Linked DNA regions of Mus musculus: all the other regions are linked to region 1. The links are chromatin contacts, called in public Hi-C and promoter capture Hi-C maps. All regions are on one chromosome and are shown on one strand. Each heading gives the region's core, a stretch centred on a gene start, on an enhancer-like site or on the middle of the called end of the contact. The rest is flanking DNA. Distances are from core to core; before and after follow the strand shown. Region 1 holds the start of Tmem65 (transmembrane protein 65). Region 2 has its middle 30 kb from the start of Gm41329. Region 3 holds the start of Tatdn1 (TatD DNase domain containing 1).

The links. A called contact is a pair of places that touch in the nucleus more often than the background predicts. Capture Hi-C pulls out chosen DNA fragments and counts their contacts.
Region 2: a Hi-C map of uterus shows a contact between it and region 1, with 1.9 times the contacts expected there. The contact joins the enhancer-like site here to the promoter of Tmem65 in region 1. A contact is called at or near these places in 2 of 39 promoter capture datasets (cranial neural crest and hematopoietic stem and progenitor cells), 2 of 15 datasets of contacts at CTCF or cohesin (CD8 T cells and embryonic stem cells), 9 of 484 Hi-C or Micro-C datasets (the HL-1 cell line, the N1E-115 cell line, bone marrow-derived macrophages and 3 more), 11 of 115 datasets of contacts at active chromatin or transcription factors (the SCID.adh cell line, bone marrow-derived macrophages, embryonic stem cells and 5 more) and 1 of 9 other capture datasets (pancreatic islet).
Region 3: a promoter capture Hi-C map of adipose tissue shows a contact between it and region 1. The contact joins the promoter of Tatdn1 here to the promoter of Tmem65 in region 1. A contact is called at or near these places in 4 of 39 promoter capture datasets (the C10 cell line, HPC-7-derived erythroid cells, liver and 1 more), 24 of 484 Hi-C or Micro-C datasets (CD4 T cells, CD8 T cells, the G1E-ER4 cell line and 17 more), 4 of 115 datasets of contacts at active chromatin or transcription factors (the SCID.adh cell line, effector CD8 T cells, embryonic stem cells and 1 more) and 3 of 9 other capture datasets (adipose tissue, liver and pancreatic islet).

Annotation. Positions count from the first base shown.
Region 1 is chr15:58,821,926-58,825,366 of GRCm38.p6, reverse strand. Tmem65 (transmembrane protein 65) reads left to right here and starts at 1,940. Exons shown (of 7, transcript NM_175212.4): 1 at 1,940-2,524. The coding sequence starts at 2,239.
Region 2 is chr15:58,728,046-58,731,859 of GRCm38.p6, reverse strand. No RefSeq gene overlaps it. Among named protein-coding and RNA genes, the nearest start is that of Gm41329, 30 kb to the left of the region's middle. Within about 2 kb of position 2,034, at least 2 of the 459 cell types and tissues checked have an H3K27ac peak or open chromatin away from gene starts, as enhancers often do. A contact at or near this core is called in uterus, where this site is marked.
Region 3 is chr15:58,932,392-58,935,829 of GRCm38.p6, reverse strand. It overlaps Tatdn1 (TatD DNase domain containing 1), which reads left to right and starts at 2,092. Exons shown (of 12, transcript NM_001368428.1): 1 at 2,092-2,151. The coding sequence starts at 2,130. Ndufb9 (NADH:ubiquinone oxidoreductase subunit B9) reads right to left here and starts at 2,029. Exons shown (of 4, transcript NM_023172.4): 1 at 1,892-2,029. The coding sequence starts at 1,992. It overlaps Gm36559 (a long non-coding RNA gene), which reads left to right and starts at 2,554. Exons shown (of 2, transcript XR_875364.2): 1 at 2,554-3,438.

The DNA.
Region 1 (3,441 bases), core at 691-3,190:
AGCTTTAAGCTTTATTGTGCAGGTGGGATTGGGATAATTGTTACCAAGAAACTTTTCCAAAATTGTACTTTATTTAAATAAGTCTAAAATAAACTGGTCTGGTGTCAGACTCCAGAAGTCTGAATCAGCACCAGCTGACTGCTGGCTGAGCTGAGGCTCTGGTAGTTCATTTCCCTGCTGCTGTAGAGCTTGCAGGACCCTCCCCCCCCCCCCCCCCCCCGCTCCCACAACACACACACACACACTGTACATGAAGCTGGATTTGGCCACAGTCCAAATCTGGTGCTTGGGACTTGGAAGAGTCCTGAAGGGTTTCTGGTTGTCATTCCAGCTCAGAAGGCTGTAGAAGGGAACAGTGGTGTCAGTGGAGGGCAGCAGTAGGAACAAAGGTGGACACGTTCTCTGGTAAGAATTGAAGGCAGTGTAAAGAAGCAATATGGGAATTTCAGAGTTTCGAGGAGTCCTCTTCTTCTCTAGGCCACCCGGCAGAAGGTGCCACCCACTCTAGGGGAGGGTCTCCCCCCCCCCCCCAGTTAGCCTCCCCCCCCCCGTCCCCCCTCCCGTTCACTCTTGAGGACATTAATTTTAACTGAAGGGTTTATAAAAGTACAGCTGATTGGACTCTCCGACATACTTTAAATCATCTCTGGATTACTTATAATAACCAATACAGTGTAGGTGCACGGAAATAGTTGTTACACTGTTCCATTAACGGAATAATGAGAAAGTCTGCAGATACATCTTTTTTTTCCAAGTACTTTTGGTCTGAGGTTCATTGCATTTGCAAGTTCAAAACCACAGCTGTGGGACTGGCTGTGCTGTCTTACGTGCTTATAGCACATTCACTTCATGCAAGGTTCTGAGCTGCAGCAGTGGTTACGATAAGGAGGGGATTTGGATCTTGATTACACTTGAGTAGATTTATCGTCTAAGCAGATTTATTTTTCTAAGATAGGGTGCCTAAGTGTCCTCAGATAGGTTCAGATAAAGCAGTGATCTTCCTTACAAAGAAGGGAACGTTTCATGAAGGAGGTGACATTTGACCCTGGCCTTGCAAATATCTAGGATCTGGGCAAGAGGGATGAGTCTCTCCTCCGCGTGGCACCAAAAGAGGGACATAAATCCCCAGAGACCATTCGATAAAGGTTTATGACATTCTCGCCCTGGCTCCAGAGTTGACAATCTCCAAGTAAACAGCTGTCGGGTCAGGGAAGAGTATTCTCCTCCCCAAATCTTAAGTCTCAGCCTCACACCCTCCTCTTTTTGGGACGGGTTGAGCCGGCCCTGCCGCCTTCCCCAGGGTGCTGCCAGAGAGGGCGTTTCAGCGCCGCACTGTCTGGCCTCGGTGGGCACTCTCTGGCTTGGCGAAGGGTGCGGCTCTTTGTGCTTCATGTCCCGCAGGCCTGGGCTGGGTGCGGTGACCCCACGAGGCTCTTATCCATCCGGCTGCTCCTCCAGGGCCGTCCGAACTCCAGATTTAGGACGGTGCTTCGGAGAGCAGTGCGGGAGCTGCACCACCCCGCCGGGCATCCAGCCCTGAACTCTATTTTGCTGCTCTCTGCCGTGCATTTAACACAGGCGGATGCCGTCTGACGGGGTAAGCACCCCTTCCTTTCCTTGCCACGCAAAGGAGTGGGTGGAGACTCCAGGATGAGCTCCCTCCCAAGCGGCTATGCGCCTGCGTGGCCCCGCCCAGTCCCCGCCCAGTCCCTGCCGCCCCGCCCTCCTATCCCGGGCTCCGCCGCTAGGGGTGGCGGCTGCGGCTCGGGCCTGATTGTCACGGCGCGGTTGCTTTGAGGGCGCAGCAGCCCTACCGAGTGAGGCCGGCGTGAGGCCAGAGGGTGGGAAAGCGGTCGGCGGCGGAGGGCGGCGCCGGAGGAGGGCGGCGCGCGGTGACTCATCCCTCTGGAAGATCAGACACGCTCGCCGAGCTCGCCCGCGCCGCCGCTCCTCATCCGGGAGGCGCCCGCCCGCCCGCACCGCCCGCCCGCTCCGAGCTCCCGGCCCGGCCGCGGCGCAGAAAGTTTTCCCGGGCTCACGGCCTGCGGGAAGCGGAGCGGGCACGGCTGGGAGGCGGTCGCCGCGCGGGCCCGCCGAGTGCATGGTGTCGGGCGCCCGGGCCGCGCGTCAGGAGGACCCGGGGCGGGGCCGGGCTGAGCCCAGCTCCTGAGCCTCTGTCCAGCTGCGCCCCGAAGCCGTCTTCCCTTGGGACCGCTGCGGGGGTCGCGCTCCAGCGCCATGTCCCGGCTGCTGCCGCTGCTGGGGAGCCGGACGGCGCGCAGCCTGAGGCCCGGCCCTGCCGCCGCGCCCCGCCTGCCGTCCTGGTGCTGCTGCGGCCGGGGACTGCTGGCGCTCGGGGTTCCCGGCGGTCCCCGGCTTCTGGGCACACACCCCAAGAAGGAGCCCATGGAGGCGCTGAACACGGCGCAGGGCGCGCGCGACTTCATCTACAGCCTGCACTCCACGGAGAGGAGCTGCTTGCTCAAAGAGCTGCACCGCTTCGAGTCCATTGCCATCGCACAAGGTAAGCGGGTGGGGCCGCCTGGGAAGACCTACTTCTCAGACCCCTGTCGCCTCCCCACACTCTGCCCCGCTCCTGGCACGGCCGAAAGGGGAAACTTTCCACCTTCCGAGTGTCCCCAAGACAGGACACGAGCGGATCGTGCCAGGTAGTTAGGGCCGAGCTTGGCTGGTGCCTCCCTGGCCGTGGAATTTCGGAGCTTCATCCTGAAATGTCAGCTGCCTCTCAGGGTTGTGTTTTGGTTTGTCCTGTGCCTCCTCTCTCCAGCCCTCCATTCCCTAAGCCTTTGGTGTCTTCCTGAGACCGTGTACCCATGCAGGTGGCATGCCCTGCCTGGTCTAAGAAAGTGCCAGGAACTGGGCAGGCAGCCGGAAACTTTCTTGAAGGTGTGTGGATGTCCCCTCCCAAGATGCTCTTGGTTTGTTATATTGCTTCTCACATTTGGTTGTGAAATGGCCCAAGGAAAGATTGTATCGAGCCAGCAACTGAGTGTGTACTGGAAGTCTGGAGATTCAAATTGAACTCCAGAGTTTGTTTCCTTGGAGTTTGAAAGAATGAAGTGAGTTTTTGGGTGGTTGGGGCTAAGAAATCTGTGACTTGAAAATGAAAAGCACACTTCTACTTAAAAATAATTGGGAAAGGATGAAAGGAAAGCTATTTTTAAACAGACACGTTAAGATAGGATATTTTTAAAACAAGTGCGGAATGTGGTAGGTCAGAATTTGAGTGTATGTGAAAAGGCATTGAAAAGATGCAAAGACTACAATGGATTCAGTCTTTAAAGTTTTTTTTTTCTTGCTATGTAAATTCTGTTGTATACACAAAAACACAGCTACTCTTTATGTGACATTTGGATGTGTTAGGAAGTTTTTAAATAGTTGAAGTTGGTAATATAAAGTATTATGTAAACATTCTGTAAG
Region 2 (3,814 bases), core at 785-3,284, 94 kb after region 1:
GGAGGGCAAGAACGATGCAGAGAGTGGCGCTTTTGGGTTGAGCTGCAGGCAGTAAAACCAGCTTAGACCTCAAGTTTTTCCTGTGTTTTCTTACTCAGAATTCTTCCTGTAAAATTCTGGAGATGGTGTTTGTGAAGATTTAGCATCTCCCAGCAGAGGTTAGAATGACCATAAAAGCTGCTATGGGGCCCTGCGCTCTCCCAGGGGCGTTTTTCTAACATAATGCTGTTTTAATGGCTAGGGAACTTGAGGGCAGTGAGCTAATGGAGCGTGCGCATGTGGGCTGATCCAGCTCAGGCTACCTTGATTTCTCTCTCAGTATTCACTAACATCATCTTTGTTTGCATTCCAGTGAACACCGAGCTTGACAAGCTGGGACCAGTTCTTGAGTCATCACTTTTACCCCTCTGGGGTTTGTGAGTGCTTGGCTCCGAATCCAATTCCAGGCTGTCCCTGAGTATGATAGACAGAAGGGCAAGCCGGGAGACTTCAGAGATCCTCCTTCATTTTGAAGATAGTAGGCATGTCAGATATTTGTAATGAGGTGTGGGAGGGTGTGATGGTTTGAATATTTCTGGACCATGGGAAGGGGCGCTATTAGGAGGTGTGGCTTTGTTGGAGTAGGTGTGGCCTTGTTGAAGGAAATGCATTACTTTGGGGGTTGGCTTTGAGGTTGATGCTCAAGCTCCGTTCAGTGCGGAAGAGATCCTCCTCCTGGCTGTTTGCAGAAGAGAGTCTCTTCCTGGCTGCCTTCAGACCAAGATGTAGAACTCTTGGCTCCATGCATGGTGCTCCAGCACCATGTTTTTGCCTGCAAGCTTCCATGCTTCCTGCTATGATGCTAATGGGCTGAAACTTTGCAATTGTAAGCCAGCCGCAGTTAATTGTCTCCTTTATAAGACTTGCCTTGCTCATGGTGTCTCTTCACAACAAAGGAAACCTTGAGACACAGGGACTGTAACTCAGAGGCAGACCACTCGATTGGCATATGTAAGCACCTCCCAGTACCAGAGACAAAACAAAGCAATAAATCCAATAAAAACAACCAAACCCTCTGAGATGGGAGCACAGACCTACAGCTCAGTGCTTTCCTGTGTAGGTACGTGCATCCATCTAAAGTTCTCAGCGTGGCCAGCACCTAAGAGCCCTTCTGCCTTCCATCTGTGGGCATCCTCAGGTCTGCCTGCTCATCTTTCCATCAGGGCTCAGCTCAGGTAGTGTCACCCATCCCTGTACGAATAGAGCAGGTTAAGTAGCCTTACCTACTATGTCTGTCCTCTGTGTGCTTTGGGACTTCGTGCCTGGCCACAGCCCAGACCCAAAGGGCTCTTTAGATGTTTTATTTTTCTATCTAGTTGATTTGTCTCCATTCAAGAGTGACCAAGTGCTGGGACAGTCTTAAACAAGTAGGGAGGGGGATGAAAGTTAAAGTCACGTTTGCTTCCCACCTGGATGAGGCCATCGCCGCCTGTCTTCCTGCAGTATTTCTGCCATTGCTTCCTAAATGAAAGTTTATCAAACTAGTAACCCCAGTACATAGGCAGGCATCCTAAGTGTGTGACATTTGTTAACTCTTTGGTCATAAAATAGCACTGTGAGGAAGATACCTCTGTTCATTATCAGCAAGATTTTTACAGGAGAGCAAGCTGACGTGTGGAGAAGCTAAGCAACAACTGGCGAAGCTGGAGTTTAAACCCAGGCTGTCTGGTCCCGAAGTCTGTGCTCTTAATTCTTGGCTTATTATTTCTCACTGTTCTGAGTGGAGATGGGCAGTGAGGGTTATTAATGATTGAGTCTTGACTGGCATGCAAACACTGCTGGATCGTCACAATTAAGGATGAAATCGGGACATTCGCCTAGTTTTATAATTATTGTGAAACTATGACTCAGAGAGATTTGTCTCAGTTTTCTAATTATTGCAAGCCTACAAATCAGAGATAAAGTGTCTTGACTGCAGGCTTAGATAGTCAGGGGCAGAGGCAGGAGTTAGCTCAGATGTCTGGTTATAAAGTTGATATATGTTCCCTCCTCTGTACCAAAAGATGGCTGATAAAAAACACCCAAGAATTAGACTCTAAGTCTCCCTTGGAGAGGCAGTAAAGGATGTCTGAAAGACTACATTTCGGTCTCAGTAGCTTTGTAGAATTAGAAAAGCAGCTTCCCCCATGGCCTGTGAGTTCTTCCGTTGCATTAGGCCACGGGATGAACAGGCAGCTGCGCCTCCCCGACTCTCAACCTCCCTGTCTGTAAAGCGAGGACACAGATCATGATTTTAGCCTTGTGAAGCTACTGTAAACACCTGGTACTATCTTCATGGGTAGGGTTTGAAGAATACAATTCGGTGAAAGAAATCTGTTTGAGCATGGAGGCTGAAGATCAAACCCCGGGGAACCAAGGACAAAAATCTGGCAGAACCTAATACTGCAGAAGTTTGGAGTGATTTCTCTGCAGGGGTGTCCTTGACACACCTTCTGCTTCAAAGTCAGGTCCATTTTCCCTTCACTAGCTCTTCTAATCTGGAGGCCATCTGCCCATGCACCCATCCATCCATCCATCCATCCATCCATCCATCAATTCATCCATCCGCTGATCTAGTTTTCCATTGTGTGTCAAACACGTATATTATCCTAGTTTCTGGGGTCTAAGATATAATATCCCCCCCCCAAATAATGGTTCCTAATGAGAAACACATACACACACACATACACACACACACACACACACTGGCACACACACACACACACACACACACACACACATATTTGATATATTATTAAGTGCTTAAAACTCCTAGAGAAAATTCTTTATATACATTTTATATACATTTTATTATTTAACTTTTACACAAACAAGGGAATATGGGGATTATCCTCCCACTTTATAGAGGACAAAAGAGGCTTGGGAGAGTTAATAATGTGACTAAAGCCAAGTGATCGAGAAGCAAGCAGGGGCCCAAGACCAATGCCCAGTTAGGACTCCAAGGCCCAAATTTCATTCTACAATTGTATTCACCCACACAGATGTTACCACTTCAAACGTTTACCTTTTCTCTACCAAGTGCTGTGCCTATAATAATAAGGAAGCTATGGCATTAGGACGGTTGTCAAATGGAGCTTGAGGTTAGTTGAGGACGATGCCTAGGGAGTTGATTTGAACTAAGATGAAAATACTGGCCTGAAATAAAAATGCACCCCACAGCAATGGATAAGTGGGTTTTGGAAAGTAGTGTTAGAAGCTGCTAACTTATTGACTGTGTAACAATCCAATCTTTTAGAAGAGCCCAGAACTTCTGCTGCTCTGTTCTTCACTGGGTGACCCGTTCTCCACTGGCTCTATGTACTGAGTGTTGTGGCTAAGGGAGGTAGCATGGAGCCTGAGCCTTGTGCAATGGCTTGGGGTGGAGTCTATACAAGCTTGTTCCTGTGCTGGTGCTGGGCCTGAAGCTGCCCTAGGGAAGCATGGCTAGACGCTAAGAGGAAAGGATGGCTGTGCATAGAGAGCAAGGATGATTTGGAGCCTGCAAGGATGGATTAGAACCATGTGGGGGAGTTGGAGCTTTCATCTCTCTCTCATTACCCTCACCTTCAATGATGTGAGCGACCTCGATATAAAGCTTTTGCTATAGGGCTGTGCATGTGCTTGTCCCGGGACTCAGCAATACTGAAGGTAGGGCTTAGTGGGAAGTCTTTACATCATTGGAGGGATGTCTTTGCTACTTAGAAATTTATTACCTTAATTCATTGTGTGTGTGTGTGTGTGTGTGTGTGTGTGTGTGTGTGTTAATTTCTTTGAATCTCAAAGGAGGAACCCAAAA
Region 3 (3,438 bases), core at 843-3,342, 110 kb before region 1:
AGTCATGAGAGGGAGCCTCTCTAGACTACTGCTAAACGAGCTGTATAGTCTGGGAGAGTTACTTAATGGAAAGGCTGACATACACATTTCAAGAGCATATATACAAAAGTACACTTCACAAAGTGGTTGGCAGGTTTCAAGTTCTCAGTGATACAACAGTCATTACACCAAAAAAAAAAAAAAAAAATTTACAAAAAGCAGTGTCCAATAAGGTCCAATGTATGAGGATGTGTGTTAGAGGCAGAAGGGGAACTAGGGAACCCTTGAGGTCACCTAGACAGCTGAATTGCTAGTAATGTCATTAGCTGGAAATTTGAGAATATAATCAGCATGAGGAATTAAAAAAAAAAAAAGCTTGGTTTTAAAGAATTTGGATAAACTCAGTTTAGTAGATAGCAGATGACCTCATAGACAACTAGAAATACAGCTAATTCAAGCACCAACACTGAGGACATCCTAAGGAGACACAGTGCCTAAGACAGAGCCTTAGGCGGAACCAGTGAATGTCCTAGAAGACAAATGAGGGCTAGGGGGATGTGGCTCAGTAGGTAAAGTACCATGCAAGCATTAGGACCGAGTTTGGAGTCCTAAAACCCACGTAAAGCTAGACATGGGAGCACACATCAGTGGTCCCAGCACCCCTCCTCAGGACGACAGGATGTGACAGATGCCCACAAGTTTACAGGCCAGCTGGCCTAGCATGCCAGCAGTGCTGTCCCAACAAGGAGGAAGGCAAGGTTGTCACACAGGTGATATCAACACGGGTTTTTTTGTTTGTTTTGTTTTAAGGGAACTGATGCGGACAAGGACTAAGAAAAGATGTCAGCTTTCAAATCTGTTAGTGCTGTCATAGTAGCTAGTTTGATTATTCCCTCCATGAATATGAGCCCTAATATCTCCAACTGTACTATAACACTGTCTGGATTCTTGAAGTCTTAACTTCTTCAGTAACACTGTTCCTTCTGAGTTTCCCCGTCACGTTCCCCGTTAATCCATGGGATTGCAGCTCAAAATCAAGGGTTAACTGTCATTTATTTGCCATCCAGAATGGACGCTGAATTGCAAATTCTGTTAAATAAATAAGAAAAACTTAGGAAAGAAGCTAGCAACTGTTCAGCATTGTACACTGCACCAGCCTGCATAACAAAGAGATGTAACCACAAACTTGTATCCTAGGATTCCAGGGTTACCCTCTGCAGGTCTTACAGGGTTACTTGATTTTCCATCTTTTTCTTGGAAGTCCTCCTTGTGGGATTAGGTTTTAGGGTAAGAGTGTAGCGGTATGGGACTTACACATCTTCGGTTGTCACTGCCCCTTGCATTTCTTTTAGGTCATGAAAGTCTACACGTTTTAACACTATATTGTTGTTTGTTTGTTTGTAAGAAGGGTATTTTTTTTTTTTTGGCCTAGCCTCAAACTCATAATGTAATGGAGAATATCTGTCTCCCCCAACATATGCCACCGTATGAGACTTAACGAGAAGACTAGTAACAATGGTTAAAGAAATAAAATGACGTAGGAGGTGGAATAGAATGAGCCTGCTTATCTGTAAAATCAGGCTAAAATAATCACTAATATCTGAGTTACTCTGCAAACTAAAGATAATGGACAAATTACTGTTAAGGTTAGGGACGACAGAGTCATAAAAACGTTAGCTTTAGATCCATGACAATGACAGTCCTAGGTACTTTTTATTTCTTCATGCAACTTTCTACGCTGGGTCCTGGTTGCGCCCCACACAATCATCTCCGCCAGATCAAGCAGAGAGGACTGCATCGGGACCCGGGTTCAAGGGCGGGCTCCCTTCACTGTGTCCCCCAAGTCCTTGATCAGCCTGGCCCACGGGGCCCCTCGGCTTCCGTCCCCGAGCCCCGGGTCCCCTCTCCCCACCTGTGGATACACCATGACTCGAGGTGGCGCAGCGCGCGCTTATACAGCCGCAGCACCTTCTGCTGGTGGGTCAGGTAGGCCGGGGGAGCGCAGAACGCCATAGCGTCCGGCTCACCTTCAGCGGCCGCCGCGGGGGCTGCCGGGAACCCGGAAGCGGGCGGTTGTGAGGCGGAACCGGAAGGACGAGCGTGCTCTGAGCCACTTCCGCTTTTCCCTGGGAGGAGCCTGCCGCGCCGTCATGAGTCTCTTCAAGTTCGTGGGTAAGGGCAGGTTTGTCTTGGTCGTGAGCCTCGCTGACAGTCCCGGGTCCCCTTTTCGCGGCATGGCCTTTCCAGGGCACGGAAGATGCCCGGAGGCCTCGCGTGCTGGCAATGACTGATCTGGTTCTTGCTGGAGGATGGTTTCCCTAGTGCATGTTCATTTATGAGCATTCCCGGGCAATGAATCATTGTGACTTGTGCTTTTTTTGTGTGTGTTTAATTCAACTGGAAAGAGAGGAATAGGTGTGGGGTGTGCTTCAGCCGTAGACTGATCGCCTAGCATGGGCTAGTCCCCGAGTCCTCCCATCTCTCAAAAAGCACCGCCCCCCAAGCCAATCACTTTTCTTCTGTCTTTCGTGAACTCTTCTACATGGCCGGCCTGACAGTCCCTCCAAGGTACCGGTTCACTCAGTCATCCCTTCATACCACAGACAACTCTGGGAGGCTTGACATTGAGTCCCGGGAATGTGGCCAAGTCCTGCTCACAGGCCATCTAGACATAAACGGGAGTCCTCAGACGGGAGGGGGTGGCAAATTGTGTCGCCTCGCAAGTTCCACGATCCATCCGACAGCTGGAGAGTGCGGCAAGGATTCAAAATGGGGGACATTGTAAGAGTCAGGGTTGGAAGGATAACTTGGAACCCTAAAGTCTCGATTACTTAAATTTCACTTCTATTGGGAGTGGCGTTCCAATGAAGGCTTTTCAGCAAATCTTTGAGTGCCAGTTGTACGGAAAGAGTCTTGCCTTCTGGGATACCGATGTGGGTAGTCTCAGTATGAACCTCGTCGTTGTGGACTTTCCCTGCTATTTAAGGGTGGGAAGTGACAGGGAGGAGGTTACCCTGATAGTCGTTTTGTAGATTTTGTGGCAGATAAGGGGACGAATGTAAGTATTTCAGGTTTTGCAAACAGGGAAAAGAATAGAAAAAGAGAAATGGGATGGTTGTGCATAGCATTTAGCACTGACTGTTCATGCCTGTTGTGGGAAGTGAAGACCCAAAGATGGCAGGTTAAGAAATACCTAGGCCATCTGGATCTAATAGATTAGGTCCATTCGTGAGTTAAAGGACATCCAAATAGAGACATCCTCCGAGCACTCAAAAGTGGAATCAGGAGAGTGGTTAAGGTTATACAGTAAAATCTGAGAGACACCTTAAGCAATATATTTTCCCAAGACACTGTATTTAAATATGGAGTTGTGAGAAATCTAGTCGTGAGTTAGTTTCCACACCAGAGACGTGAGGCCTATGGCCAGTCAAAGCAAACGTGGGGAGAATGTTAGCAGGT